Linked DNA regions of Mus musculus: region 1 is linked to region 2. Evidence: chromatin contacts called from public Hi-C data. All regions are on one chromosome and are shown on one strand. Each heading gives the region's core, a stretch centred on a gene start, on an enhancer-like site or on the middle of the called end of the contact. The rest is flanking DNA. Distances are from core to core; before and after follow the strand shown.

Region 1 (6,733 bases), core at 3,876-6,375, 440 kb before region 2:
TGTTCATCTCAGGGCTCACAAAGGGGGTCAGTCTTTCTTTCAAAAGGAAATTGAAAAGAATATTACGAGGCCTCATTTCAGGAGATGCTGGCTTCTGTTTTTATAACCAGAGCTAACAGAGAGCAGAGATACAAACCCACAGCCCTGTCTTGGAACAGCGCATTGATTGGAGGAGAATGGAGACGCCGTGGCTTAAGTGGAGTTTGCTTCGGTATGAATGTATGGATGGTTCACAGATCCGGGACTCTTCACTCCAAAAGGAAGTACAGACCCATATGGAAGACAGGGTGGGGCTGGAAAGAATTACACAGGGACAGCCTAGGCAGGGAGGAATAGGGTGAAGACATGGGACCTTACAGGAAGTGAGAACGCTTGAGCGTGACCTGTGGGAGATGCTACGGGCTAAGTGCTTGCTGCTTAATCAGGAGGACCTGAGTTCAATACCCAAGGACCTCCATAAAGATGGGACTGGGACAGTGTGCTTGTGGTCCTAGTGCTGGGGGGAGGGGGTAGTGGGGGCAGGGGCAGGATCATCCTAAGGATGCCTGGCCAGTCAACCCAGCTAAACTGGGGATCTTCAGGCTCAAGGAGAGACATTACTTGAGAAGATAGTGTAGAGAACTGATTAAGGAATCCCTGTTCACATTCTGAATGATAGAAAATTGGTGCATTGTGCACCAGTTTGTGAAATGCCTGAAACTTGCCATTGCCGTGACAAAGTACCTGAGGCAGCACTCTTTCCAAGATACTGAGATTGCCTCCCCATATTCTTGCCTTTCCTCTTGGGCAAAATAATGGCCCGAGTCTTTAAGAACTACTTTCTTTCCCTGGATAATACAACTCATTATCAAGTCTCTCATATGACCCTAACGCAGGTAAGAACACTTACTCTCAAGTGATATGAACAGAAATAGGGTCACAGACTTTAGCAGACTAAGCCGTTGAGCCTAAAGAGACTTAGATCGTATATGGAAAGGGTGCTGTGGGAGTAAATGAGAAACGTCCCTCGCTGGCTCATGTGTTTGAGATTGTCCCCAGTTGGTGGTGATATCTGGGGGGAAGTGATGGACTGTTTAGAAAGGGCAGACTTGTTGGAAGAACTATGTCATTGGAAGCAAGATTTAAGGTCTTATTGCCTGGCTTCACTTCCTGTTCTCTGTCTCTGCTTCCTGTGTAGATGGACTTGTGATCTCTCAACTTCCTGTGCCTGCCATGCCTCCTTCAGAGCTGTTAGGGACTGTCTCTATGGAACCATAAACCAAACTTTTTTTAATAAGTTGCTTTAGGTCATGATGTTTTATTGCCGACACCGAACAGCAGTTGTTGCAGTAGGTATCATTTGCAGAGTAGGCAAGGCTACTTGGACTCAACACTCATTTACCCTAATCCACCAATGATGGGGTTTGACATTGTTAATGGAGACAGCCCTCAGCAGTCCTGTGAAGTGTACAGGTAGTAGTAGTCCACCATGGAGATGGCACGGAAGTCTTGATTTCAGAATCCAGTCATTGAAAATCCTGAGTCCTACAATCACTAAGATGTTGGGTCTGGAAATTCATTTTAGCCAATTGACCCAAATATGGGAACCTCCACGTTAAAGAAGCACAAAGAGTCTGTGATGGGCACATGGTTTTCAATGCCTCCACTTTCATGAGGTTTGGGAAATAGCCTGAGGCTCATCCTTGGACAGGGAACAAATAGGAGGGCAAACACTTTGTGTACAAGCAGATTTCTCATTCTCTGTTTTACTCTTCCCTCATCTGAGAGAGAGTCTAGTCCCTGCCCATAAGACTTCCTACAGTTAGGAAGATCAACATATTAAAACAACAATTCAGTTGGGGTGAAGGAAAAAAATGAACATTGAAATGATGGTGGGGGGTGTTGAATGAGCTAGACTTATCATATTATCAGAGGATTTTCTGTAAATGTGGTGCTGTGGTTTGTGTGTGTGTGTGTGTGTGTGTGTGTTCTTAGCAGCCATCATTGCAGGGGAGTGGGAATAAAATGGTATGAGATTTTTAAAATGATTTACTTATACACCTCTGTGCATGTGTGTACATGTCATGTGCATGCAAGTCCCTGGAGAGGCCAGAAGAGCGTGGTGGGTCTCATGGAGCTGGAGTTACAGTCAGTTGGGAGCCAACCGATCTGGGTGCTGGAAAGTGAACTCGGGTCTTCTGAGTGATATCTCCAGACTCCTACAATAGTAAGTTTGAACATGGAAAGACAGAAGAGTCCTGAGACCTTCTGTTCTGAGACAGCACTGCTTGGGTTAGCATGTATCCCCCTTCCCATCCTCTCAGGCTATTCGGGGTAGCACACACATCATGCGAGTGCTTGAGAGCACATGGATGTCTATAGCAGATGCCTTTCAGGTCCCCACAGGCTTGTTCTGCTCCTCAGATGGAGCTCATCTCCACAGGGGTGAGTGAGTCACATGACAAACAGGTTACGAGACTAATGAATCAGGATCTGTTGTGTTCCTGAAGACAGACAGACCACAGGCATAAGCAAGCCATCCTTCCTCCCAGGGTTTTAGCATCTTCCCTCTTGGATGGTCTAAAAATCCTCCCATTGATAAGCCTCTAGACATCAAACACAATATCTATACATACACATACATACATTCACACACACACACACTCCGACAGACAGACAGACAGACAGACACACATACACACACACACACACACACACACACACTGCAGTCTCCTTGACTACTGGCAGCCATGAATGACCGAACTCTGCATAGATCTGTCAAGATTATGATATGTTCGTCTATCTGAGTAATAAAGAAGGAAGGGAGGGAGAGAAGAAGTGGGATGTGGAATTAAATTGAATTGGAAGCACACACTCATATTCATTCTGGTAAGGGATAAAGTCATATCAATGCATACATCTCTTTGGATATTTTTGCAAAAAAATCTTCAAATCCAATTTCTCCTGAAAAGGTAGCTGCTGTCCTATTTTTCTGAATCAAATTAATGTGTCAGTATTTTTAAAACATTATATTATCACTTTGTGCATTTGTGTCTGTGTGTGTACATATGTATGTGTATATATGCCTGCCACATGAGTGCAGGTGACCTCAGATGCCAGGAGAGGGTGATCTATCTCCCTGAAGCCGCAGTTACAGGCAGCTGTGAGCCCCTGACATGGGTGCTGGTTTTCTGGAAGATTGATACCGCGCCATCTCTCCAGTCCCAGATTTAGTCTGTTTTATATTTCCCCCTCTCACCTATTTGTCCTTTCTACATAAAACCCAGGCGGTTGGGACTGCCTGACTGTCTCCTTTATGAGGACTGTGAGTGAATGTGGTCTTGATTCACTGAACCAGCTAGATGCCTGGGGTCAGTAATGATGGGTCTCTCCAAACTTCCTGCCAATCAACAGAACTATTCTATGACTTCAAAATGCTTCCCATTAGAGCCACCTCAACAGTATTTACAAGGATGGCCTCCCAAATGCTCAGCCGCATGCAGACCTCATTTACTCATCTGGGGATGGGGAAAGGGAAGCCAGTTGGGGAGGGATGCTGCTTCTACATTCCCCTGGGCCAGAACACGGGCACAGATGCTATGGATTGACTCAGAACGCCATCTAGTGAAGGATAAGAGGAAGTGCAGAGAAAAAACTCCAAACTGGATCCTGATTCAATTGTCCTTTATAAAGGACTACTTTAAATCGGTCTGAAAACAGTGACAAGTGTGACTTGGAGGTGCTTACCTCTAGTGACAACTACTCAGGGGGCTGAGGAAGGAGGTCAAAGGTCAAGGCTAGCCTGGCTGCTGAGTTCAAAGCCAGCATGGGCAACTTTGGGAGACCTTGTCTAAAATAAACAATCGAATAATCAGCTAAATAACAAAATCTGTAGGAATGTGTGAACACTCTCATAGGGCTTACAAGGTACCAGATTCAATCCCTAGGACTGTCCTCTGCTCCCTGAAATAATGATGTGAGCATGAGGTGGTGGTGGTGGTGGTGGTGGTATGCATGGGGAACAGGTATAGTTTAGAAGTCACAGCTTTTGTTTGAGATAGGGTCTCTCATTGGTCTGGAACTTTACAGGGGAGCCAGGCTGACAGGCCTGGCAGCTTTGGTAGAGTCACCTGTCTCTGCTCCCATGTCACAGCACTAAGACTCCATACTGGTGACTCACCCAGCTTTTTTACTTGGGTTCTAAAGGCAGGTCCTTGTGCTGGTTCAACGCGAGCTTTACTGGCCAAGGTGTCTCCATCTCCCCAGCCTTGTGAGCTTTAAACTATGGAAGAGCCACAAAGCACGGTGACTTTAGCACAGACCAGATTCAACAATTTATCCTACCCGCCTCTTGGGAGGTAGACCAGCACGCTCTTGTGTTGGCATCTCTGAGACTGGAGTCAGCATGGCCACAGTTTCCTCCCACAGCCTCCATGGTGTGAATGGCACATAGGGGCCTGAGGAGGTGGATACCAGGGTGCCAGTGTTTTGAAGCGAGCCTCAGACAGCCATGGTGGTCTGCAGTGAAGAGGCCCTTGGGCAAGAGAACCCAGCTATCAAAAAATTAAAACTTGTCTGGCCTCAATAGTTTCTATCAGAAAAATCAGTGCCAATTGCACCTGTTTTGCAGCATGCCACACTCAAAAGGCATTCAGTAAGTACCACACCATTCAGTAACGAGTGGGGGCAGCTAAAGTTTTTAACCCCAAGAAGAGAGCTGAATATAATTCAACGTTCACATTCTTTTTTCTTTTCTTTTCTTTTCTTTTCTTTTCTTTTCTTTCTTTCTTTCTTTCTTTTTTTTTTTTTTTTTGGCTTTTCAAGACAGGGTTTCTCTGTATGCTGTGACATACTTTAGTTAGTGGGAGAAGAGGAGGGTTTGAAATTGCTGTAAGAATACATAATTAGGGATGCAGGTTTGCCCAGGGGAGACCTAATTTATGTGTGAGCCTGTTGTCATGGTTACAGCATCCACAAGACTGAAAGTGTCCTAAGTGAGATCATCCATATACTGTGGTCACCAGACCCACATAATCTACTTAAAAATGATGTTTCTGTTTTCATGCTGTGCAAGTGTAGGCTTGCACACTTGTATGCTGTGCCCGTGAAGCCCAGAAGAGGGCACTGGGTGCCCGGGAGCTGGAGTTAGGGGACAGTCATGAGCAAGAGTGGGTGTGGCTTTAAACTCTGAACCAAAATAAACTCTCGCTTCCCTAAATTGCTTTGTATTTTCTCACAGGGTAGAACAGCACCTGCCCAGGGTTTTCGCAGGAAGCAAGAGAACTGAGATGTGCCAATGGCATACCAAGGCAATCTGAAACAATGGAGAGTCCTTGTGCAAGGTCATTGCTGTGGCACCCTGCACACCTTTAATCCTATCACTCAGCAGGCAGAGGCAAGTGAATCTGTGTGAGCTCAAGTCATGTTGGTCTGTTTAGTGACTTCCAGGCTACACAGGGACACTGTGTCTACAGAAATAGTACTTGTTCTAGTGGATGGGACAATTATCTCTCAAGTTCTCGAATACATGACTACTAAGTTAGAAGATGTATAGGTGTGAGGCTATCGCTGGCTAAGCAAGACAATACCAATAAGCTGGTGGGACTTTGGCATCTACTGGGAATGGGAACTCTTCGAGGCCACTGACCCTAACCACTTCTGGGCATTCCATCATTGTACATATACAACTATCAAATCTTAGGTAGTTTCATATATGTGAAGGAGATATCCTGCCAACCAACTTCCTTTTAAAAAACTAAACACTGCCACTACCCACAAACAGACATGGTGTTTCCTCACATGCGTGAGGAAGTGACTTACGGACATTCTGATATCAGTCTTCTTGGTTGAACTGCCTAGAATAACTCTGTTTTGTCCTAGTTTTAACAAAAATCCATCTTGTGCTTCGCCCCACTGCTCCCCAGGCCCTGTTGACCATACTAAGCAGAACATAGTTTCAGTTTGGGACCTTCCATTGTTTTACAACATAAAGCAAATCAACAAGGTGCAGCCTTTGAGCCTTTGGAAACAAAACCTGCAGAAACTTCCACCCGTTGGCCTTCTTCTAGCTTGGTGTGATTGTGGGCTTGAGCCCTTTTGAGCCATGGCAAATGTAGGGAGTCCCCTCTGCAAAGGGTCTGCTCTTCACCAATCTGATCTTCACTGAGAGACCTGGAAAACTGAAACCAAAACCTAAGTCCTATTTCCCTCTCCCCAGCTCCTGGGAAGACCCTTCCAATATGAGGCAGAAAAGGCAGTGTATCAGTTTGTCTCTCACATGTGAAGTCCTCCTTTTGTGCTTTCCCCCTGGATTACAAAGTCCAGTGTGGTGCAGGGTCAGCGAATCTGTTGCTCTATTTTTATCGATATCTGAAGAGAAGCCCACAGGGACATCTTTTGGGAAGTAAATGGTAATTGTGTGCAAATGAGAAAATAAAACTTTTCATGGAATAACAGATCTCTCCAGGCGGGAAGAAGGGGCATTCCGTAGCTTCCTTTTGAAAGCAGTGCAATCATAATGAGAAGCAGCTCAAAGCCTCCATCCTAAAGGGATGTGGAAAAGGGCAGTGCCCGCTCCACGGCCAGTAAGGACCACCCAGAGCATCAAGAGCCTGGGGCTCGGGTTCCACGGCTGACCTGAGAGATGGTAAGGAGTGTGTCACCTCCGTGCATAAATGTTTAAGTTTCCTGGTGGTGAAGATATTTAAATATAAATGAGCCAAGGATAAAAAAAAAAATTTTTTTAAATGCCTAT
Region 2 (6,437 bases), core at 621-3,120:
AGAATTCTAGGTTCACACCACCATGCCTGGCTTTGCGTGTGTTCTGGGGACTTGAACCTGGGTCCTTACATTTGCATGGCAGTAACCTTACCCGTTGAGCTGTCTCCTCAGTCCTATGTTTCCTTTTAGTGGAATATGGACAGGGGGCGAGGGTTAGAAGATTTTGCCCATCTAGCTGGATTGAAGGAAAAGAACTAGGCTGAAGAATTCTTGTTGTGGCCTCCTAGAGATAGACCACAGTTTAGAATTTGTTCATTCAGATACATGGTAAGCAAAAAAGGATCTCCTGTCTTCCTGGCTCTGTGCTCTTTGGAGCATTAGCAGGTATCATGAGGAAGATGACTCTGCCTCTCAGATCTATGAAAGGCCTGTCCACACCCTCATAGCATCCCATAGCAATGTCAGCAGCAGGAGCCACCTCCACACACTGAAGGGCTAATATTGATTTGCACACCAACTTTAGCAATCACTTCTGGGTCTTACCTCCCTACCTCCTCCTGCAGCTGGGTAGGCAGTCTTTCATTCATCCCATTTTACAAAGAGGCAAAGTGAGGCCAATAGATGTTAGGTTTTGTCTTAGTTATGGTTTCTGTTGCTGTGGTAAATGCCATTATGACTTAGGCAGCAAAGAGTTGATTTCAGCTTACAGTTCTACATCACAGTCCATTGTGAAAAAAGCCAGGGAAGGAAGCTAGAGACAGGAACTGGGACAGAAGCCATGGGTGGATGTTATGTGCTGGATTGCTCCTCGTGGTTTGCTCGGCCTACTTTCTGATAGCATCCAGGACCACAGAACCATTGAGGCACCACCAACAGTGAGCTTAGCCTTTCTCAGATCAATCGTTAATCAAGAAAATGCCTCACGAGCATCTGGTAGGTGCTCGCTTATTCTCCATTAAAGTACCCTCTTCTCAAGTGACTCAAGCTTTATATCAAGTTGACAAGACACTGGCCCACACAGATGTCACACCCAACAGACACATAAACAGTAGACAGGACTGTAGCAGTAAATTAGTTAATCTGCCTTGGTTGCTGCCAGGTAGCACACATGCTCTGCACCCACCCAAGAGCTCTGGATTCGCGAATGAAAGACACACACACACTCACACACATACGGCACACCACACACACACACCCCACACCCCCACACCAGCTAATTTGGATATGCCATGACTAGTTCAACAGCTGGGCACTTCTAAACCTCCCTGAGGCTAGCACACACTCCCCTCTGGTATTCTTGAATTAATATTTGCTAAATCCATATTTCACCTCTGCTACCCCAGGCCCAGTGGGGGAATGGCCTCTAGGGCCACTTTCCTGGAATCTTACATGTCAGCAGGCCTTAAAGTCTGTTCTCCTTGCTTGCCCCTCCCCCCATCATGGATTCCTTCCACTTCCCCCTCTCCCTCTCAGTCCCTTGTCAGAGCAATCTAAAAGTCCTGCCTCTGTCTCCCCACCCAGCCATTGGCTGTACAGCAATACTTTATTACCAGTCGAAGCCAGCTGGGGGCCGGGACCCTTCGGTCTGGAAGCACAGCTTTTAGGAGACGAATCAAGACAAAGCATTAATAAGGATCATATCTGGGACCCACCCCCAGTATCTCTTCCTAGCTTCATAGTCAGGCTGTTTGATAAGGAGATAAGGATAAGGAGATGCCACTCAAATATTCCCCAGTGGGAACAGGTTTTCTTGCCCTATGTTTGTGGTTAGAAGGACACATCTGCCTCCATATTAGGGAAAGCGGTGTCATTTTAAAATAACTGTTGAATGATCGTTAAGAACAGCTGATCACCATGGAGAAAGGGCCTGCTTCCTGTCACCCAGGTCATTGCAAGGAGCTAAGGCTGTGGAGGCAGCCTGAGGAAAGAAGGCAGGGCTTCCTGAGCAGCTGTATGGGTGAACATCTTCCGTTGGCCTATCATTGCCACAGGAAGGGGTGTTTATATCTCCCAACAAAGATCAAGCCATTTATAGATTCACTGTGAAATAAACTCAAGGGCTTTTACGACATCCCCACTGCAGCATGAAGACTTGTGGCCAAGGATATCAGATCTATCCACAGAGCCCTCAGCCCCGCCAGACAAAAGCAACCCTCAAACACAACAAATGCAAGAATCACTTTCCAAATGAAACCGCCAAGACACAGAGCACAGCATACTCGCTTGAGCCAGACACTGTGCTAAGAGCGGGTCTCTGCCCTGAAAGGGCAGACAGGGCCGGTTCCTCAATCCTGGCAAGTCCGTCGTGTCCCCAGAGGCTTCTCAAATCCCCCAAGCCCTAAATTCTTTATCAGTTATTATAGTCTAGAAGAAGGATCGGAATGATGGGTCCTTACATGTAGCCACAGTAGAGAAATTTCATTAAAAGGGAACCCAAAGCAAGCCAGTTTCTTGAAAAAACGCCTCAGAAGACTAAGGCAGGACAGCCTCAAGCAGAAAGCCTACCTAATTTCCAGCATTCAAGGCCAGCCTGGACCATCTGATGAGACGCTGTCTCAACACAAAAGTTAAGAATACACTTAGAATACCCTGACAGCGCAGCTCCTACCAACCTGAAGCAACTTCACTAAACGTAGCTGACGGTTCCAACAGGCTTCTGCTGGGCTGTGGGAGAAAGAGGGTCTTCAAAGTTTCCCAATTATGACATCATATTATCAGCAAATAAATGTGACACTACTCTCCTCTGTCCTTTGACTCATATGATGCCATTGGTCTCTTTCTCTTGCTCAAGTGCGCTGGCTGGGACATCCACAATGAAGGTAAGAGTAGACATCTTATTACGTGACCGTGCTGGATTTCATCAACTCTTTTCTGAATGTGCGAAGGCGATTATGTAAATTTTATCCTCGGCATCACTAATGAAGTGCGCCATACATTGATTTTCAGTCATAGCGAATGATTTTTTTAATGTGAAGTTGAATTTAGACTGCTAGGATTTTTGTCTACCATTTTTTATCTATGTTAATCAGGGATATCGGCCTATAATCTTATTTTCCTACAGCATCCTTGTCTGGCTTTGGTAACAAGGTAACTCTAGCATAGAAAATGAATTGATCAGTGTCACCTCTCCTATGAATTTTGAAAAAGGGTGAAAAAACAGTGTTAACTCTTGAACTGTTTGGTACATTTCACTAATGGTACCATTTTTCTCTGGTGAGGTCTGTGTTTATTTTTTTAATTCAACAATTCAATCTGCTTATTAGTTATTGCTTTTTCCAGATCTTCTGCTTCTGTGGGCTACGTGTGTCTAGAAATTCCTCCGTGTCTTCTAGCTCGGCCAGTGCGTTGGCATGTAACTAGCTCCTGCTCATGGTCGTTTCTTAGGACAATGTTCTCTATGCCCTTCCAAAGGCAGTAGCAGGACAGAGACTGGGACAATGGGTGACATGAAGACAAAGAGTGTCTCTGCCACCACACAGAAAGAGCAGGTTTGACCTTTCAGTTACAAAGCAAAGTGCTGGAGATGTTCGCTCAAACTCCCGAGCTTTCGGGCCAAGCTTAGAACTGGCTGCGTCCTCAATAAAAGGCCCCCAGCAACCTCATGGGGGAAACTAGATGATGAAAACAATGAATCATCTGGAGACAAGAAGACAGCGAAAGAACAACAGAACAACACAGCCAACTCCTCCCCTCCACTCGGAGGTGCAGTCCTGGTCTCTCAAGTGCCATCAAGGATTGAAGAACTCCAGAGTAGGACAAGAAAATCCAGAGGAGTCTCTGGTAGAAGAAAAGGCCATTCAGAACCTGCAAAAAAAGAAGCTTGCCTCCCCAGCCATGAAAGCCCAAGAAAAGCAGCCAGGCTTGATTGCTGGCCAGGGAGTGGATAAGAAGGGAGCTGCATGGAAGGGATGCGTCCACGGGGGCCCCACCTGGCACCTCTTTCCCATCTTTGGATGCTACTTCTATAGCATCCCCCTTAGTCAAAGGGGTTAAAAACAAAGGCTGGGGGTAGCTATGTGCCTTGGAATTAAAAGAGCATCTACAGTCTTATTAGCTGGACTGAGATGGGCAGAAGTGATCCATCTTTCTACTCAGGGGAATAATTGACTGCCAACGGGGTCCAGACAGGCCTCTTCACTCTCTAAGGTCTGGCCCTGAGTTTTGCGCAATTAGCTAAGTGCTTGTGTCGGGGAGAAGGTTGGCAGCACGGTTGGTGCCCACTTAAGCTCAAGCCGCTTAAGCAGAGAGAGCTCTGCCTGCCCACAAGGGCCAACACCCTCACCAGCATCTCTCATGGATGGAAGTGTTCACACGGGGGGGGTGGGTAGGGCTCCTTCTTAGGCCGTGGGGTATTGGAGAAGCCTATAAACCCTTTATCTGAACAATGTACTTAAAGACATGAGGTATAATTAAAGTTTACAAAGGAAATCAGTTATATTGAAATATGACTGCCAAAGACAGTATATATTTATGAATTTTTGTGTGTATATATATATATATATATATATATATATATATATGGGTATTTTGCTTATATATATACATCTTTGTACTACTTATGTGTTTGGTGCTCTTTGAGGCCAGAAGAGGATGGTAAACTCTTGGAATTGGGATTTATAGACAGGTGTGTGATGCTATGTGGGTGATGGAAATCTAACCTAGGTCCTCTGGAAGAGCAGTAGTCCATGCTCTTAATCTCAAAGCCATTTCTTTAGCCCCAATATTCATGGCTAGCCTGGAACTCACTATAGGCTGGGTTTGAACTCAGAGACAGTCTATCCTACCTCCGTAGGGCTAGGATTGAAGGCTTGTGCCATTTCTCTTTGCTGGTGGTTAATCTTGATTCCCAACTTGATAGGTTTTTAAATCTTCATGGAAACTGACATCTGAGCATGCCAGTGAAGGGTTTATATAGATTGGGTTAACTCAGGTAGGAAGATTTGGTGTCAATGTGGGTGGTATCATTCCATGGCCAGAGGTCCTGAACTGAATAAAAAGGCCAAAGCTGACTGAGCATCACCATCCCTTTCCCTCTCTCTTTGCCTCCTGACTTCAGATACAATGTGACCAGCACTGTGCTGCTCTGCCTCCTGACTTCAGATACAATGTGACCAGAACTGTCCTGCTCTGCCTCCTGACTTCGGGTACAATGTGGCCAGCACTGTGCTGCTCTGCCTCCTGACTTCAGATACAATGTGGCCAGCACTGTCCTGCTCTGCCTCCTGACTTCAGATACAATGTGACCAGCACTGTCCTGCTCTGCTTCCTGACTTTGGATATAATGTGACCAACATGGTCCTGCTCTCAACAAAGTACCTTCCCCAACATGATGGACTGCATCCTCAGAATTAGAAACCAACATGAAACCTTCCTCCATTAAATTGCTTCAGTTGGGTATTTTGCCACAACAATAGACAAGTAACTAAAAATAGTTGCTGGAATACTTTTAGTTGATGATATAGTAATAGTAGTAGATCTAGTTTAGGCACTAAACTGACAAGATCTAGTGACAAGAGTGATCAGTTAGAGTTAGAGAAGTTGTGAGCATCTGAGGCTCTCTACAATAGCACATGATGTAAAAGTACCTAAAGTAACTGCTATGCCTGTTGGTTCTGCTGTGGGTTGCTGGCCTCCATTGATCAGCGAAGGAAGCACTAAGCCTTAATAAAAATAAATAAAAGGTAATCATTTTTCCATCTAAGTCTAGATTCTGAAGTTCACTTTGGGTAGCTTAAGTTAAGAACTTTGACTGTAAACAGTCATTTCAAATGACAACGACCTTTTTGGCTCAGCATGAGTGCCTCAAGAAAGCCAGCCTCCATTCACCTTTTACACTGACTGTGCTCAGTACCCATCCCATGGCCAGATGGCTCGGAGAGGCCTGGCAGCTGGTGTGAAATCAAAGCATACATATACAAAACCCTCAAATCTCTCCAAGCTAACTGCCACTCATCCCCATCCCTCCTGCCTCCCCACTCCCCCAAAACAAGAGCTGATTGGCTTCCTCTCTCCTTTCTCTGGGCCTGTCTCTATTACACCAAGGTCCCCATTTAGGAAGAGAAAATGGTCACTGTGTCCACAGAGCTCAGTTTCTGACTGTGGGCAACCTAGGGCTTTGGGATGATTACTTCAGTGTCACCACAGTTGTTCCTAAAATGACTCAGGTCAGAGGCTGGACCCTGGAAGCCCTAATGAGCTAGGCTTGGCCACCCACCCTCAAGACACCAATGGAAGACAAGAAACAGAGGAAGTGGATCTACTTGATGTGACCACAGTGAGAAGAGAAACAAAAGAGGTCCAGTGACCCCAGAATCCATCTTTGATGGTGGTGGGGTCCTAACATGAGATTTATGTTTAAATACAGGGCAAGAAAGCAGACCTGGTCCGGATCTGGTCCTGCCCACCATACCCAGTCTATCCCACAAGGTATTCTAACAAATCAGAGCTGCTTGCAGTCTCATACTAGGAGACAAGTTGTCCTCCAACTGGCGCCAGAT

Evidence for each region. A called contact is a pair of places that touch in the nucleus more often than the background predicts.
Region 1: a Hi-C map of granulocyte-monocyte progenitors shows a contact between it and region 2, with 2.9 times the contacts expected there. The contact joins two enhancer-like sites. A contact is called at or near these places in 5 of 484 Hi-C or Micro-C datasets (embryonic stem cells, granulocyte-monocyte progenitors, immediate neuronal precursor and 1 more) and 2 of 115 datasets of contacts at active chromatin or transcription factors (astrocytes and microglia).

The regions. Positions count from the first base shown.
Region 1 is chr9:116,057,688-116,064,420 of GRCm38.p6, reverse strand. The region is part of intron 14 of Gadl1 (glutamate decarboxylase-like 1); the gene reads right to left. Among named protein-coding and RNA genes, the nearest start is that of Gm31014, 6.6 kb to the right of the region's middle. Within about 2 kb of position 5,125, at least 56 of the 459 cell types and tissues checked have an H3K27ac peak or open chromatin away from gene starts, as enhancers often do. A contact at or near this core is called in granulocyte-monocyte progenitors, where this site is marked.
Region 2 is chr9:115,613,609-115,620,045 of GRCm38.p6, reverse strand. No RefSeq gene overlaps it. Among named protein-coding and RNA genes, the nearest start is that of Gm39448, 42 kb to the left of the region's middle. Within about 2 kb of position 1,870, at least 41 of the 459 cell types and tissues checked have an H3K27ac peak or open chromatin away from gene starts, as enhancers often do. A contact at or near this core is called in granulocyte-monocyte progenitors, where this site is marked.